Linked DNA regions of Hordeum vulgare: region 1 is linked to region 2. A link is a contact called in public Hi-C data. All regions are on one chromosome and are shown on one strand. The core of a region is the stretch at or near the end of the contact, and the rest is flanking DNA. Distances in the headings are between cores, read along the strand shown. Region 1 holds the start of LOC123452031 (serine/threonine-protein kinase D6PK-like). Region 2 holds the start of LOC123398509 (long chain acyl-CoA synthetase 8-like).

Region 1 (2,937 bases), core at 402-2,901, 800 kb before region 2:
TTAACATACAACTAACCCTATGATATGATGCATATACGTGTGCGCTTGTATGATGGGCACTAAAGTATAAAAAATAGATAAAACATGCAATTTTAACCAATCATGATCACCAATTAACCCATATGCCATTTTTTGTACCGAGGCATAATACAATATGAAAAATCATCGAATAATAATTTATAGTATCAAACACCATTTTCAAGTACAATATTACGACGAGTTGCGGGAGAGTGGACCGCTGAATAGAGAGGGGGACGATGATGAAGTTGTTGATGAAGACGACAGAGTTGATGGAGATGATCGCCGTGACGATGGTTCCCCCGACGGTGCTCCGACGCCACTAGGAGAGAGAGGGGGGGGGGAGGACCTCTCCTTCTTGCTCTTCCTTATGATTCCCCCTCTGGTCCATGGACTCCATGGCTCCGGTGGGCGAGAGCCTCTTCGAGATTGCATCTCTCTCTGTTTTTTTCTCTGTTTTCGTTCCTATTTTCTAGCCGAACACCATTTCTTTTATAGCCGAAGATCCGTAACTCCAATCGGGCTGAAATTTTGAGGTGACTTTTCGCCGTAAATTATTAGCTTTCTTGTGACGAAATAAGAGCTCCAGCCGGTTTAAGGGTTGGCCACGCGTGCCCATGGTGTGACCGGGAGGTGGCCACCCCCTACCCGTGTGGGGTCCTTGGGTGTCGTCTCACGTTGATTCCTTCGCCTAAAATTCTGTTAATTCTCATAAATATCCACAAAAATTTTCAGGTCATTCCGGCCCCGTGAAATTTTCACGTAAAAGCTCTAAAACAATAGAAAACATGAATTGTCCTTTAGCAGTGAGTTAATATGTTAGTCTAAATAAAAAATAATATAAAATGTTACCAAAATATGTACTAGTGATGTGATAATAGTATGTAACAAATAAATAAATAAATACATTTTACACATATCATCACACTGTTCCGCACCAACATAGAGTAATACTACTGACCTAGCAGCAAGAGTGTTGCTCTTTATGAAGGTGTGGTACTACCGCTACATACCCCAAAACTAATAAGTATGAAATAACAAAGGCTCTAGACTCTAGAGAATAGATTAAGAACTCTTCGAGAGCTAGAAAGACTATGCGGGTGCAAAATGGTTTGTCTAGGTAATGATTGCATTTAAACATTTCAAAGCGAACCTCTTCTTAATAATATAGTTTCCCTACAACCCAAAATTTTGTAACACCTTCTTTAGTATTTTCCTTTTAGAGCGCTATCTAATCGTCTTGCATAACTTGCGAATATACCCGTATTGTTCTGTATTGCTCAAGCAAAAGGTTAGATTACAACCGCATTTTCATGTACACCAAAATCACTTAGTAAGGGAAATGTTTTTTCATTGACATGTTGGTTCCGTGAAAAGAGACATTCTCATCAAGTAAATGATGAATTTGTTAGTTTTAACATGTTTTATCGGTTCAGTATCTCGTAGGCGTCCATGGAGATAAGATGCACGCTTACGAGGCAGGGAAGCTTATAATATTATAATATTTTATATGAAGAAAAATGTAAGATCCGGTAGACTGAAGGGGAAGGTCTTCACTGTCACTTAAGCCCGGCAAGTGGGGCCAGGCATACACTCAATCCGTCCCCTCAATCCATTTTCTTTTTTTGGTTGTCTTCTTTATTTCGTTTTTCTCGTTTTTAGGTTTCTCTCATCGATTTTCATTTCGTCCTCCCCCCTCCGCTGCCAGCCACCTCCCCCCCGAAGCCGAAGGAAGCGCCCCCCCTCGATCCCCTCCCCAGCCCCGCTGGCGGCGAGCTCTCTCCTACGGCGCGACGGCTAACCAGTAAGCAGACTCCACCCCACCCTCCGCCGGACTCCTCCCGCGAGGAGGGGATCCTCTCGATCTCAGCCAGATCCGTCCGGCTAATAATTCGGCAATTATTGGTTCCCGATTCGTCGGTTTCGCTAGGCGACCGACCCGCATCGCTTTCGCTGAATCTAATTCGGGGCGAACCCTTGTGATAGGTCTCGATTTCACCGCTCCGGCCGCTGATTGATCGGTCGACCGCGGCGGCGATGGGAGGAGGAGGGTCATGCCGGCGCCGTTAGGGGACAGCTTCTTGGTCGACTCCCTGTTGCGATGGCGTCCAAGGCCGTTGCCCAAGTAGTCGCTGACGAGCAATGCAGTAAAAGCGCCGCCGAGTCCTCCGAGGCCGCGCCTTCCAGGAGGCAGTCCGAAGAGCAAGTTGGCGGAGCAGGCAAATCGGGGCCTGCTTCACCGAGAGCAGCGGTCCCGCCAGGTGATGTGGCCGCGTCCAGCGGAGACAAAGAGCAAGATAAAGACTGCAGCTCCGTTGATGGCTCTGTGAAACTGGACGAAGACGAAGACGCCGAGAAGAGCTCGCTGCGAGGGAGCGTCAAGGATAGCTCGGTTTCTGCCAAGTTCAGCGACGGAGCAAGCAGCCTGACAAAGGCGAGCGGCAGCACCAAGGTCAGCGGCCACGCCGATTTGGTCCAGAGCGGGAAGAGCAGCGTTTACCGGGCCAGCGCTGGCAGTGATGTCAGTGATGATAGCACCTGCAGCAGTATATGCAGCAGTGCTAGCAAGCCTCACAAGTCCAATGATTCAAGGTGGGAGGCGATTCAGGTGATCCGAACCAAAGAAGGTTCGCTAGGATTGAGTCACTTCAGGCTGCTCAAGAGGCTTGGCTGTGGTGACATTGGCAGTGTTTACTTGTCAGAGCTTAGTGGCACGAAATGCTACTTTGCTATGAAGATCATGGACAAGGCATCTCTAGCTGGCCGCAAAAAGCTTCTCAGAGCCCAGACTGAAAGAGAGATACTGCAGTGCTTAGACCATCCTTTTCTTCCGACTTTGTACACGCACTTTGAGACTGATAAATTCTCATGCTTGGTGATGGAGTTTTGCCCTGGAGGAGACCTGCATACCCTAAGGCA
Region 2 (2,832 bases), core at 257-2,756:
GCCGGAGTGGGTGAGGCCGGCAAGAGGGACCTCGAGGAGGCCGGGGCCCCCTGCCGGCGGGGTGGAGGCCGAGGGGGGGGGGGGGCGGCTCGCCGGCGGGAAGGAGGCAGGAGAGGGGCGCCGGCCGAGGTGGGGCGAGGTGGAGAGGAGGGTCGTGCGAGGGTCTGGTTAGGGAGCGGCCGGTGGGGGAACGGCTCGCCGGCGGGGGGGGGCTCGCCGGCCAGGGGAGGGAGATGGGGGATCGGCTCGCCGGCGGGGGGGAGGCGCGCCGGCCAGGGAGGGGGGCGACTGGAGGGGAGCCGAGGTGGGAGGCGAGGTGGGGAGGGATCTGGGGGAGTGGGGGGCTCGTGAGGGAGGGTCTCGGTGGGGGATCTGGCGTGGGGTGGGGGGTCTCGTGGGCAGGGAGTTACGGGAGAGATGGGAGGTGGGAGCGCTGTCGGTGGGGGGTGGGGCCGCGAGGGGAGCTTGGGAGGGTGGCGGCGCTAAGGGGGAGGGGAGGGAGTAGCGAGGGGCTCCCTCGCCAGGAGGTGGGAGGCGCTAGGGTTCGGCCGGTTGGGCCGGTGGGTGGCCCAGCTGGGCCGGGGGGTTGCTTTTTCTTTCTTTTTTTTGTTTTGTTTTGTTTTATTTTGCCTTTTCCCTTTTCTTTTATTTCTTTCTTTCATTATTTATTTTCTATTTGATTTTTCTTTTTAAATACTTTCTTTTACAATTTATTATACATACTTTTAATTCTTTCTTTCATATACATATTCTTTTATTATTTGTAATGAACTTGTAAAGTACTTTTCTTTTGCTTTCAAATTTTGGATCCGGACAGACTCGAATCAACGCGGGTCTGAGATGGGAATTCGATGACGTGGCATCATTAGCGGTTGATCACTGTAGCTTAACTACAATAATTACTGTAGCAAAAGTCGAGGATGTCACACCGCCCCCGCGCCCGCCATGGCCGCCGTCACGCCCCGCCCGCCCAGGCCGCCGTCGCGCCCCGCCCACCGTCCCGCCCGCCGCCGCGCCCACCGCGCCCGCCCCCGCGCCCGCCGCCCCTCCCCTTCCCTCTCCCTGCCGCAGAAGGAACTCGCCGCGGCGGCGCCGCGGCAGCAGCAGCGCACGAGCGCCAGCAGCCGGCGCGCGCGGTCCTGGCTATATACCGATTTTGAGAGTTGGGTTTGAGGTTTCTAGTCTTTGCCCCTGTTTTTCAACCCTTAAAAATGTCAAAAATGGGCAATTCTCGATCCTTAAAACTGATTTTTAGATTTAAGGGTTTTGAGGGTTGTACTCTAAGGACCGGGAAACGCGCCGTGGTCGCACGTGAGCTACTGACCTGGCCTTGCCTCGCGTCGTGTACCGTACTCCCGTAGCGCTACGTGTCCGCGCCAACAAATTTCTCGAAGCATTTCCGCTCCCCGCTTCTCACGCCACGTCGCACAAAGAGCAAAGCACACGCACGCGTTCACCCACCCACCTCGATACCCAGCGAGCCCACCCGCGGCCCACCTCGGCATTTCCTTTGTCGCCGTTGCTTTCCTCCACAAGCCGGCCGACGAAGCAACCAAGCCAGAGGCTGCCATTCATTCTCGTTCCAGAAAAGCCACTGCAAGCTTTGGCAGCACCGACGAGCGGGCGCAGATCCGGAGGCCACGCCCCCCCCCCCCCCCCCTTCTCGGTTCATCCCAGCCAAGGTGAGCCTCCCGCCCCGTCCCCCTCACGATCCATCGTTGGTTCGACCACGGAGCCATCCCCTTCGCGACGCGGTTGTCGATCGAACCCTCTCCGAGCAATTCGTCCCCGCATAGTCTCTCTCGGCTCGAGTGGAGTGGAGTGGAGTGGAGATCCGCCCTTCCGGAATCGGCTAGGGCTCTTCCTTCTCCTCGTACGATCCATCCGTAGCTCGCCTGGATTTGGGATCAGCGCCAAATTACTGTTGGTTGGTTGGTTGGTTGGTCTCTCCGTGTTCTCTGCCATGAACAAGGTGTACCAAAATACACGTGTCTCCGGAGATTCCCGTGGTCAGATCACGCCGTTTTCTGGGGAGGGAGGCATCCTGATGAACCGCCTAAACTGGATCGCATTGAAATGATTCATGTTCTGCTTTGCACTGCCACCGTGTGAAAGCCCATAATTACAGGTCCAGTTACAACTTCATAACTCTCTAACGAGCAATCACCCTATCAAATGCTTCTTTTCACCTAAGTTTAATTTTAGAAGGTTCATACTATCTGTTTACACCTTGTTCCTAGTTGACATCATCCACCTTCTCAATAAAAACGACACGCTTCCAGGCGTGTTGGAGGAATAAAAACATGCAAATACCTCTGCCAAAATCCCATTCTAACTGGCATTTTTTTGTGGTAGCCACGAAAGGATTCCGTTGCACTTTGCGCAAATCAGAGCCCAATGACATATTTATGGAAATAATAGTTTCACCAATTTTAATGATTGGTTCCTCAACAATCTTTTTTGTTGATATGATCCACTTACATGACGTATCTGGGATAGTAGTCATTAGTGAAGAAACAATAGTTATACAAACGATTACCTCCCTTTCACATCCTTGTGGTCAACATGGTTGCTTTCCTTTGAAGCAAACTGGAAACTTCCAAGTCTGTTTTGACTTGGCCTTCTATCTGATGTTGCTTCTGCAAATCACATTGTGACGTTTATGTGTTGTCTCTTCAGAAATATGCAGTACAGAACAAAATCTCTTAAGGAGCTATTGTAGTTTTTGGCAGATAAATGTGAGCTGATTATTTGATTGTATAATCGTTATCAATTATTAATATCATCAGTTAATAATATTGTTGTTAGACTTCATTATACCATTAAGAAACC

What was found. Hi-C and Micro-C count contacts between places; a contact is called where the count stands out from the background.
Region 1: a Hi-C map of leaf shows a contact between it and region 2, with 4 times the contacts expected there. The contact joins the promoter of LOC123452031 here to the promoter of LOC123398509 in region 2. A contact is called at or near these places in 2 of 6 Hi-C or Micro-C datasets (both in leaf).

What each region holds. Positions count from the first base shown.
Region 1 is chr5H:366,109,546-366,112,482 of MorexV3_pseudomolecules_assembly, reverse strand. LOC123452031 (serine/threonine-protein kinase D6PK-like) reads left to right here and starts at 1,651. Exons shown (of 3, transcript XM_045128602.1): 1 at 1,651-1,822; 2 at 2,005-2,937. The coding sequence starts at 2,120.
Region 2 is chr5H:365,306,571-365,309,402 of MorexV3_pseudomolecules_assembly, reverse strand. It overlaps LOC123398509 (long chain acyl-CoA synthetase 8-like), which reads left to right and starts at 1,506. Exons shown (of 12, transcript XM_045092970.1): 1 at 1,506-1,682.